Linked DNA regions of Zea mays: regions 2 and 3 are each linked to region 1. Evidence: chromatin contacts called from public Hi-C data. All regions are on one chromosome and are shown on one strand. The core of a region is the stretch at or near the end of the contact, and the rest is flanking DNA. Distances in the headings are between cores, read along the strand shown. Region 1 holds the start of LOC100216834. Region 2 holds the start of LOC100125657 (glucose-1-phosphate adenylyltransferase large subunit 3 precursor-like). Region 3 holds the start of LOC100278255.

Region 1 (3,863 bases), core at 553-3,052:
TAGATTTGTGGCTTCTTTGTTGATGCTTGCCATTTAGCTTACATTTGCTCTTCTTTTCACAATTCACTGTTCCTCTGGCAGCCAATCTGTTTGTTGTAACTGACGTGCTTATAGTGTCAAAAGTGTATAGTTTGATTAACTATAGCTCATGGAAGCTAGAGGGGACTCATTCAAATGATCCGAAATTTACTGTAGTTTCTATATTCATAGCAAGTAACCGTGAGATCATTTGTATGTGGTTTAGGTCAAGTCTGTTATTTTTAGAACTAGGAGCTTTAGGTACAATTCCATGACAGTCTTGTCTTGTGCATGTGTAAGGTTTTGGATGATTATGCACGTTCGGAAAAGGTTTTCTAAGACTACCATATAGTTTCCATGCTGTATGGCGGAGGAGTTTTATTATCAGAATTACAAGCGCCGAGTGTTATAATGTTTGTTGGTGTGATAAAAACTCTACAAAATTGATGAAATTGAGCATTAACGAAGTTGTCTGTTTTGCAATAACTATGTGGAGCGGTTTGATCATCACTGTCCATGGGTCGGCCGGTGCATAGGACGGGTAAGGTTCTCAAGATTACTAGCTGTTTTATTGGCGTCCTCAACTTTTGGTGTAAAACAATCATTGCAGTCTGAAATAAAATCTCGTTCGATAACTCCACTCATTGCTCAAGGTGATAACTCCAGTGCACAAGAATCCGTTGAACAGGGTGGCGTTGAGCTGTATGCAGAGGTGAACAACCATGGACTCTGTGCTATTGCGCAGGCTGAGTCGTCTGCTATAAGGTTCTCGGTGGACTCGCCATGAGAAGGTTATGCTCTTGCGTAGTTACCCTGCATCTTACTGTTGTAGTCACTCTCACAGCAGGCTCGACTTTTTGATGTGCCAGGCCTGTGTTCGAAGGTGACAAAATTATTCAACCCCTTCATTGCATTTTATAATTAGTGGGAGGGACTTATTACTCTTCCATTGTTCGAAGTGTTGGAGGAGTATGCACTTATGAACTACGTCAATTTTGGTGATTTGTTGTTTTAGTCATGTTGTGTCCTGTCATCTATACAACAAATAGGTTACCATGCACCAACTTTGTGCCAGAAGATGACCATATCACATGTGCCAACTGGTATTGTACCTCTAAGAAGTTTTGGCGATAGGCTTATGAGATATTTATGGTTGGCCACATTACTTGTTTGTTTGTTTGTTTTTTTGTATAGGTGAAGCCTCGATTGCTAAAATATTCTTGTTAGTATGCTCTCTTTGGTGTCTTTTGTTTATCTCTGGTATTTAATCTTATATTAATTGGCTCGTTTGATTTTCAGGACATGTTATGGTGTTCTCTGGTTTGTCATCGAGAATAGCTCTTTCTTTCCGTCAACGGTTTCACCAATGTCTTGTAACAACTGGATGTAGAACGATTTTTGTTTTTTAATTGATGCAGTGTGTTTTTGCATTACAATCCGTTGCGGCTATGGGGGCGGCACATGTAGTGTGTAGTCATCATGAATTTAATAGTAACTAGCTCTGCAGTTGTGATTGATTTATGAATGTGTTTGGTTGGACCTATCAATTGGATGTTTGTTGGCTACATCATATATTCTTTTAAGTTTACTTTGTGTGGTTGTTGATGTTGTCTTTATAAAGTGCAGATTCACTATTTTAACTCTCGTGGCAACGAAATGACACGTTAGTTCATAAAACCAAATACGCTAACTTTTTCTGATCGGCATCCAACGACGCAATTGACATCCCCTCGCCTACCCCAGCTCTACCCGCGACGAAGCATCACCAGGTACCCCCAGAACCCTAATCCAAGCGACTTTTGTTCGGATCTCACCCGATTACGAGTATATACATCCCGCTTCGCTCCTTCCCGTGGCGATTCGCCGTGTTCTTGACCTGTCGCGGTGCCTTTGCGTTGGTGCAGGAAGGATGACGTGCTCAATGGATCTCCCGGCCAAGGGCGGGTTCAGCTTCGACCTGTGCCGCCGCAACAGTATGCTGGAGAAGAACGGGCTCAAACTCCCGGGATTCAGGAAGACCGGAACAACCATCGTCGGCCTCGTCTTTCAGGTGCGACCGCCTACACTTGTTGCGTCGCCTTTTCGTTATCCGGTAATTACAATGTATGTCTTCTGCTGGTCCAGTGGTACCCGTTTCTGCGAATTTGGGCGGCTTGAACTTTGTGCTGCCGTTTGTTCATGTTTTTTAGGTTTACAAACTGCTTTTTAGGGTGCCAACTGCCAAGCAGATCGATGGAACCTAGAAAAGAAGTCTGTCCGATGTCAACCTCATGCGTACCAACGTGGCAACCTGTTGCATGTGCTTACATTGTGCTATATGATGCAAATCAGTGAAATGTTCTGTGGAAAGTGGAAACCACCCTCGTAGGGGTCCAAACCCACATTCTTTCGTCCAATCCAATGGATGATAGTATGATACTAATTGCACCTTAACAATTATTTAACAATTTTTACTATGTGTGCCATTTGTAATAGATGAAATATCTCTAGATCTTCGACAATTTTACTGTGTTTGTGAATTTTGTAGGCATCAGCCTAGTGCTGTTGTTTCTTAATGTTAGTTAGGTTTGGAAATCTCTTTAGGGTGGCAAGCATCTCAACTAAACATTGGAAAACTTTCTGATATCAATTGCTTGTTTAACTTCCTCTCGCGCAATGACGCATTGTTGTTTGTGCTAATGGTACAAACTGGGAAAATGTTCAGCGCAAACTACCATCCTAGTGGTGAAAACCCCATCTTTTTGTTATGTTGGTTTCCATTAGTGTTTTCCTGAACGTTAAACGGTAAACAGTTGGTCACCTACCGTTTAGCCATAATTTGGGCTAAACAGACCATTAAATGGGCTACATGGACAATTAAACGGGCTAAACGGGCAATTAGACGAAACAACATACTACCGTGTAGCGTTTACATAGTGTTTAAACGGGCTAAACGACTGTTTAGGTGAAAAATGGTTTCTGTTGTATTATCCAAGGGGAAAATGTGTACATAATATTCCTTAATCCCAGTGAAAAATACTATGAAAATGATTATCTGACAATTATTTCTGATCCTGATTTGCATCAACTTGTGATTGAATAAATCCAATGGATGATAGCAATTTTGTCATAACTTTATATAAAAAAATTAGTATATACACTGGTGCTCTTATTCAATGCTAATACATGAAAGACCTTGCATCACGATTGAACGGAGATTGTTTCATATGCCATATCCATTGAGGTTACCATTTGACTAAACCATGCTTTTATATAGGATGGGGTTGTTCTTGGGGCAGACACAAGAGCAACTGAGGGGCCTATAGTTGCTGATAAGAATTGTGAGAAGATCCACTTTATGGCGCCAAACATTTATTGTTGTGGAGCAGGAACTGCTGCTGACACTGAGGCTGTTACAGGTAGATGACCACACCAATGAAATCTTACTGTTGTTTCAGTCTTCTGTTTTTCCCGTTGAATTCCTTACTGACATTTCCTTCCTTCACTTCAGACATGGTCAGCTCGCAGCTACAGCTGCACCGTTACGCAACGGGTCGCGAATCTAGAGTCGTAACTGCTCTTACACTGCTGAAGTCACATCTCTTTAGGTGAGTTCCCTTCATAGGCACGTTTACAACTCTTTGTCATCGTGTCAACGTCTGACCTGCTTATGCCATTATGTTTAGGTATCAAGGCCATGTCAGTGCTGCCCTTGTTCTTGGTGGAGTGGATTGTACTGGACCGCATCTTCACACTGTTAGTAACTGAGTATACCTATTTGTTACTTGATGTAACTGTAATTTAGGGTAGCTGCATTAACTTTGGATGTGCAGGTTTATCCACACGGCTCCACTGATACTCTTCCT
Region 2 (3,863 bases), core at 994-3,493, 160 kb before region 1:
TATATGAGTTAGACTGTCTAACGTCGCAGTCTATGAGATCTGGGTGATCTCTAGTAAACTCATAAAGAGACCTTGGAGTACGACGTATATGCTCCACCGGAGAAGGGGACTACTGGTAGCCAAGTACTGGTCATGGCTTCAAGTGAAACCCATTCATACAAAACTTGCAATTCAAGGCATAGTCCATTGTCCAAGTTGTGGGTTGGTGTAGCTTGGAGTTCTAGGCGGAAGTTCAACTTAAGAGTCTCTGCTGAAACACTAGTATATTAAACAGTAGTGAACAGTGGCGAAAACTGCAGATGGGCATTTGAGATCTGGTGGGGGATTGTTAGGATTTATGGGCTAGACCCAATTGAGAAATTCAATTAAATCCCAGGAAAATCTCAAAAGCCCATATATGTGTATGACTAGGGAATGGTGGAACCAATAACACCATATTGCTAGTCCTAGTGGAGTGGAGCTAGTTTAAATATGGAAGTCACACTCACTCACCAAGTCATGGATGAGAGGAGAGAGTGTGGAGAGCCACACGCGCGTGCTCGCTCGCCAGGTCTAGCCTGGCCTGGGCGGGGGCGCGAGCGCACGACATGCTCGTGAATGGTCCGCCGAAATCTGGCCCCTCGCCTTGCGGGGGCGCGACTTCCTTTTGTCGTTTGAATTTTTGGTCGTTTGGCTGTTAAGTTTAGAATCCTAACCGATCGTTATAAAATCTAAACTGAACGCGAGATTTTCGCGGGCGGATAGGATCGAAGATAGCTATCTGTTCGCGGACTCGGTCCTATAAAATGCGCCTGGCAGCCAGCATCCAAATCATCTCAGTTTTCGCTTTCACCTTTCTTCACAGCTGAGCCACCTTCAGTTCTTTTCATCCCGACCGCAGACGTGCATCTGCGATCAGGAGAGCAGGTCTCCGGAACCCTTCGCATTCGAGATCCTGCACCGGGAGAGAGCGAATAAGGTTTTTGGAAAGCGTCCTCACGTGACTGCTCGTGATCTTCTGACCTCGTCGACCCTGCTAATTTCGCTGTTTCGACGTCATCGACCCGACTGATTCCGGCCCGCGCCATCTACCAGTATGTCTGATCAATACGCATCATCTGATTTGACTTTTTTACTTCAGTTCTCTGATTTGATCATGATTTATATTAGAAATTTAATCTAAAAACTATTTAATTATTCAACAGATCCAAGCGTCGCCCGCTTTGCATGCTAGTCAGTCATGCGTGTCTGTCTCACCAGTCACCACCAGCGAGTAGGGATGGCAGTGGGTAAGGTACCCAGTGGGCACGCGAAGCCATACCCATACCCACTAGAAAAAAATTGACTCATACCCATACCCACTACCCATCATGGGTACAAAATTACGCCATACCCATACCCACCATGGGTAGCGGGTACCCATTGGATACCCATACCCATTAGCATTACGATAGACATGATCATTTGAATCGCAAAAATAAGTACCAGCATAACAAATGTATCGAACCCAACATAATTTTATCACAAGTTCAACAATATTCAACATTAAATGGCAATATCATGCCTTCAAATCACACAAAACATAGCATTGATTCTACAAAACTGTGGACAAAACATAACATTCATTTTATATGAGACATATAAATCCGGACCCACGTGTCATATATTAGCGGGTTCCCCATTGGGTAGCGGGTATGGGGCAACAGAGAACATACCCACGCCCACCGTACCCGATGGGCATAACAAATGACCCAATAAAATACCCATGGGTATCAAAATCCGCCATACCCGTACCCTAATAGGGTTTTTACCCATCGGGTTTCGGGTTTTGGGTATTGCCATCCCTACCAGCGAGCCCGATTGTCACTGCATAGAGTTTTTTTCCCCATCGCCTGTGGCCTTGTGAGCCACACCATGTCAACAACTCAACATGCAGCGCCTAGGAGCGCGCGCGAGGGGGTGGCCGGGTGACTGTTTTTTTTAAGTCGCCAGTGAGCGGTGGAACGGAACCGTGGGAAGCAAAGAAGCATTCAGCCGGGTCACCGCCGAACGGCTGGCCAGCCAATCTCTCGTGACTCGAGCCGCGCGAGCTGGATCCAAAAAACCTCCGTGCCCCCACGCGCCTACCCACTGTTCCCGGCTCCCCACCCGCTCCACTCCGTCCCGTCCCGTCCCGTTACAAAACCCCGAGCTGCAACCCCACAGCCAGAGAGAGAGACTCTCCCGGCTCCCCTGCCTGCGCGCCGTCTCCTCCAGGCTCCAGCGCCTCGCGGCCACCCCGTACGTACCACGGCACGGCTGCACGGCCGATGGCGTACCCCGCCGCGCCGCACACGAGCGCGGCCTTCCTCGCTAGCTTCGCGACGCCGCTCCCCGCGCGCCGCGCCTCGCCCCCGACCCGGCGCCGCGCGGTGTCGGTCGCCGCCATCGCCACCACCACCACCTGCGTCTTCGCCGACGCCCCCCGTGGGATCAAGGTCAGTCGCGCTCGCGCATTGCCGTGAGGTCCGCGTGCTTCCGACTTCCAACAATTGGACATGCTAGCCGCCGCCAAGGGCCTAGGCCACGCTGGTGTCAAGCGTGGCGTGATCTGTGTTGCGTTCGCGTGCCGTGCCGTTCCGTGGTAGGGCGGGTCATGGGTCAATCACATTTTCGGGTTGTCACCTGTGGCAGGAGGAGCAGGCGGACTCGGGCGCCCAGGCGGCGGCGGCTGCGGCTGCGCGGAGGGACGTCAGCCCGGACACCGTGGCCTCCATCATCCTCGGCGGTGGCGCCGGCACGCGCCTCTTCCCGCTCACGCGTACAAGGGCCAAGCCCGCGGTAATAAAATCGCCTCAGCACCTCCCTGTTTCTAGACTTTGTCTCCATCGCTCATAAGTCACATTTCGTCATTCATCAATCTCTTGTACGGCATTACTACACAACTTGGGATTAGCGGTTGTAGATTCCCGTTGCAATCCGTGCCATCGACTGAGCTACGGGGTAGTTACTGTAATAGTGATTCAGTCGCCGTCTCTCGCTCTCAGGTGCCCGTCGGGGGATGCTACAGGCTCATCGACATCCCGATGAGCAACTGCATAAACAGCAAGATCAACAAGATCTACGTCCTCACCCAGTTCAATTCCCAGTCTCTCAATCGCCACATCGCAAGGACATACAACTTTGGTGAGGGAGTTGGATTCAGTGGCGGGTCTGTGGAGGTACACTCTTCGGTATAAGCAGGCTCGATTGCGGAATACCATTGCGATGGACTCCTGATCTTGTTTTCTGCCTGTTTATTTTTTGCTCATTGGATAGGTGCTGGCAGCTACCCAAACAGCTGGGGAATCAGGAAAGAAATGGTTCCAGGGAACAGCAGATGCTGTCAGGCAGTTCCTCTGGCTTTTTGAGGTTCTTCCTGGGCCATGTGTAATACTCTACCTTTCAGAGTATGCTATCACTATGTCCAATTAACTTTTTGCCTGATGTTATTCTGTGAAGGATGCAAGACTCAAATGTATAGAAAACATACTGATTCTGTCTGGTGATCATCTGTATCGGATGGATTACATGGATTTTGTGCAGGTCTCCTATCTGCTGCAAGTTGATGTTGTAATTTCAAGTTTCAGTCTTATTTTTCATTGCTTGACAAAGGTATATTATAATATTGTTTTGCAGAAGCATGTTGACTCTGGTGCTGATATTTCAGTTGCGTGTGTTCCAATGGATGAAAGGTCATCCAGCTTTGTCCCTTTTAAATTTGTTCCTTGCCTTTTCTTGGTAATTAAACTAGTATTCAGTTGGCTAACAAAGCAATATGCCAATATGATGATATCTTAGCTACCTATACTGTATGCACTGTTTATTCAGTAGTGCATATTTGTTTATGACTATCATCAATGTTC
Region 3 (3,863 bases), core at 399-2,898, 130 kb after region 1:
GGAGGAGAGATCCTAGGTGGTGTCTAGGCTCGGGCCGGCCGACCTAGACTCCTCTAATCGACGTAGAGTCGAAGAGAGACGAAGAATTGGGGATTGGAAGGCTAAACCTAAACTAGACTAGAACTACTCCTAAGATAAAATACGAAATAGAAGTTGTATTGATTCGATTGCTGATTACAAATCGGCCGTAGGCCTCTCTTTTTATAGAGGAGGGGGGTTGGACCCTTTACACGACCGGATTCCGAGCTAATTCCGCGGATATAGCTAACAAACATAGCACAAAACTCGGAACCCTAATCTACTCTGCGCGTGCGCGGACCGTCCGGCCCACAGGCGCGGACCGTCCGGACCGCGGACCGTCCGGCCTCAGGGCCGGACCGTCCGCACCTCATTTTGGTGCTCAACACTCTTATTTTCTCCATTGCACCTGTGCAAGGACAAGGTCTCGCTACTTAATTTTCAGTGCTAAACTCTACTGCCTATATGGAAAGTACGCGGGGCACTATTGCTTAGTTTGCCTCAGACTCATCACACTAGAAAAGCTCTGGTGCTACTGTTCTAGCTAGCACTACAGTGTACACTGGAAAGCTCCCGAGTGTTGTTTCTTCGTGTCCTGTTGTTGTCAAGGTTTTGCTTGCTTAAAGACTTGAGCTTATTTATTTAATTTGTCTTCGAGGGTCTTCAATACTTGCCTTTTTGAGGTGTTGATTGCTTGAACTTCATCATATCGTAGGTCAAGAGCCAATCTTTTCATCCTTAGGGTTACTGTATCTTGTATATACTGGCAAACAGTTTTAATTATAATAGAAACCACAAAAATTACTAGACCTTTCATAAGTTCTATACTCGCTCCTTCTATCTATTCTCAGACACGGCCGGCCTAGCATGACACGGCCTCTCAATCTACACTTTGGCCATGTATTTATTTTTATTATTTATAAAACGAGAGAATGGAGGTAGTTTTTCTGATAGTGCGGATCATCTTATCGCATTGTCACTGTCCGGAGCAGCACTCATCACGCACCCCCGTAGTGGGGCTCTCGCTTTATCCTCCACTACTGCCCTCTTACGACGACGTGCTTTGCATCGTTGCTCACATTCTATCAGGGTATCATCAAAGGCCACTTTGTGTTTCTCTCCTGCACCATTCCCTCCGCCTAATTCCGCAAAAATCGTGCAGTATCTACGAAAGCAACGAGGGCCGGCCGGTCGCTAGATCGTCAGTGGAAATTCTTTTAGGCTGGCAGTGGCAGCAGCCAGCAGGCCCTTTTCCCTTTCATCTCTGTCTCCATGCCACTGCTCTACATACCTTTGAGATCGAGAGGTGCTCCCATGGTGTGGTGATGATGGAACGTGTGAACTAACTGCTTCTTTTGGTTCCAAACTATAAGACGGTTTGGTTTTTCCGGATAAATTGGTATGTATATGTATGTAGAAATGCCAAAACGCTGAATAATTAGAGAAGAAGAGAGTATTATGCAAATGTTTTAAAAAAAGAAGTAAGCAAGCATGGGCCAACCATGATCCTTTCCTTTCCATGCAGCAGAAAGCAGGTGATGACAGCCTGACACTCTGCTCATCACACAGAAAATTCTCAGCTCACCTCCCAAGCTTGGAACATATATGTTGAGAGGAAGTGGGATTGGCATATGTTGCAGGTTGGCTAGGGATTGCCGCCCCAGCTGGCTGGTTATATATTAGGCTGTCGCCGCCAAAGAAAGAAAGGCCTGCTTCTTCACCTCGCGCTCCAGGTTCATGTTTTGAGCGTGTACAGTGCATGTGGTTTCAGAAATGGGGACGCTGGCGTGCCCATGGAGATCTGGCCACCTCTTTGCTTTCATCACCTTCGCCGTGCTGTTCTTCTCGACTTCATTTGCCGGTTTGTGCCTGTAGTTCTTTCTTACTGGAGTTTCTTGAGATTGTTTTCCATGCATGATTCAAGCCTTTGATATTGAGTACTAAATGTTCTTTTTTTACCCTCGCTCTAAAACAAACTCCTTCCAGCCAGCTGGTCCTTCCTAGTTTACGTTTAAGCTGTTTGATTTGAGGAATGATCTAGTCCATCGTCTTCTCGCTCCTCACTTTTTTGTTTGGTTTGTGGAATGGATTGAGTTGATCCATCATCACCTCATTCCTTATAGTTATTTAGTTAGTACTAATATGAGGAATGGGGTCATCCCACCAAATTTGAGGAATGGACCCATGATGCACCACCATATTTTGGATGAAGTGATTCCTCAAACCAAACACCCCCGTTAAGTTTGTACAAGATACAAGATAAGTAGATCTTGGAAAGCATATCTGGTGAAGGAACTAAATAATATAATAGGTTCCCCCCAGCAATGTCTAGCAGGCGTGGATGTGTGATTATCTTTTTTTTTTGTGGAGAAAGTAGCTTTTGACTCTCTTCATGGTTTTCACTGCTGCGATGGTTTCTTCTTCCAGGGAGACAGTACAGTTTCTTGATGGATCAAGATGCCCTACGTCAACAAGAAGGAGAGGTATATAGAACTGACAGGCTTTCTTCCAAAACGCTCCTTTCATCTCCCTGAGTTCATCTCTAGCTAGCTACATGGGCTTCATGTATATATCTCTAGTTTTTTTGCAGGCGAAAATTCTGTACCCGTTTTTCTTACTTTTATGTGAAAACCAATATATGCAGGGAGCACGAACTGAGCAGAAGGAAGCGCTAGTGCCACTGGTGCAAGCTCGGCGGCTCAGCGTCAAGACGAACGATTACAGCAGCTATGACCCTTCCCCGTCCATGGACAAGCCACACTCCAAGCTCATACCGAACTGATCAATCATGTACCCGTCCAGGTTGCAGCAGTCGAGTTGCCGATGAGAAATTTAACAGCTTAAATGTGTGCCTGATTTATATATACAGAAGCATTATATTACTAGGCTTGCTTAAACTGTTCTCATGACATCTAATATCATATTATTATAGATGTGACATATAGATGTTTACTTCTTCTTTGTATTCATACGCAGTCACAGGCTTCTTCTCAAGATTAGATCAAGTAGTTAGTATAATAAGAGTAGCAACTACTTTGTCAAACTCTGAATGCAAGTCTCCTAAACAATTTTAACAACAAGCTGGTTCTACTGCCAGAGCATTCAACCACACAAGAGGAGCAACTACACTAGTAAGCTAAACTAGAATAGAAACTAAGGCCCTGTTTGGAAGCAATCTAGTTTTTAACAAGGGGTTTTTAAGCTAGTGCCCTCAGTTTTACCCTTAGTCGTGTTTTTTGCTCAGTTTTGCATTTCTGCTCCCGTTTCTAGAAACTAGTTTTTATTGTTTGGAACCTGGTTTTTAAGAAACCAATTTCTAGTTTTTTGATACATAGTGACTTGCTACCCTTTCTCTATTTTAAAAAGTAGTGGTAGTAGATGTAAATTCTATGAAAACAACATGGACATGACATAATTAAACGAACAAAACTAGTTTTTAGCTAGGGGAGGCTAGCTTCTTCATTTTTAAGAAAACTAGGAATCTAGTTTCTATAAACTAGAGCATAAACTGGTATGTTTGGAACCATCTCAGTTTTTATAAATTAGTTTCTTCAAAACTCATTGCTTTCAAACATGCCCTAAGACTAACTACTCTACTACTAAAACTACCACTACACTAGAAAGCAACACAAACAAGCTACAACTACACAAGTTAGATATGAATGTAAAGAACCAGTGTGGTGGTAAATCAAAATGGGAAAGAGGGATGACACGATCAATTTTCCATCTGAGATTTGGTTGCATTTCGGTAACTTGATCCCCACGAGTCTCTAGGTAAGTGTTCACACGCTAACAAGAATCTTAAGCTTGACCCACAACATGGATCTCATAGGAGTTAATCGATA

The links. Hi-C and Micro-C count contacts between places; a contact is called where the count stands out from the background.
Region 2: a Hi-C map of ear shows a contact between it and region 1, with 2.2 times the contacts expected there. The contact joins the promoter of LOC100125657 here to the promoter of LOC100216834 in region 1. A contact is called at or near these places in 2 of 25 Hi-C or Micro-C datasets (ear and leaf).
Region 3: a Hi-C map of leaf shows a contact between it and region 1, with 5 times the contacts expected there. The contact joins the promoter of LOC100278255 here to the promoter of LOC100216834 in region 1. A contact is called at or near these places in 2 of 25 Hi-C or Micro-C datasets (ear and leaf).

What each region holds. Positions count from the first base shown.
Region 1 is chr7:24,474,956-24,478,818 of Zm-B73-REFERENCE-NAM-5.0, reverse strand. LOC100216834 reads left to right here and starts at 1,802. Exons shown (of 9, transcript NM_001143228.1): 1 at 1,802-1,842; 2 at 1,923-2,068; 3 at 3,275-3,416; 4 at 3,509-3,605; 5 at 3,684-3,753; 6 at 3,831-3,863. The coding sequence starts at 1,928.
Region 2 is chr7:24,639,040-24,642,902 of Zm-B73-REFERENCE-NAM-5.0, reverse strand. LOC100125657 (glucose-1-phosphate adenylyltransferase large subunit 3 precursor-like) reads left to right here and starts at 2,243. Exons shown (of 16, transcript NM_001112588.2): 1 at 2,243-2,456; 2 at 2,653-2,799; 3 at 3,006-3,179; 4 at 3,277-3,369; 5 at 3,460-3,543; 6 at 3,637-3,692. The coding sequence starts at 2,289.
Region 3 is chr7:24,341,629-24,345,491 of Zm-B73-REFERENCE-NAM-5.0, reverse strand. LOC100278255 reads left to right here and starts at 1,648. Exons shown (of 3, transcript NM_001291627.2): 1 at 1,648-1,879; 2 at 2,446-2,501; 3 at 2,663-3,095. The coding sequence starts at 1,792. The coding sequence ends at 2,800.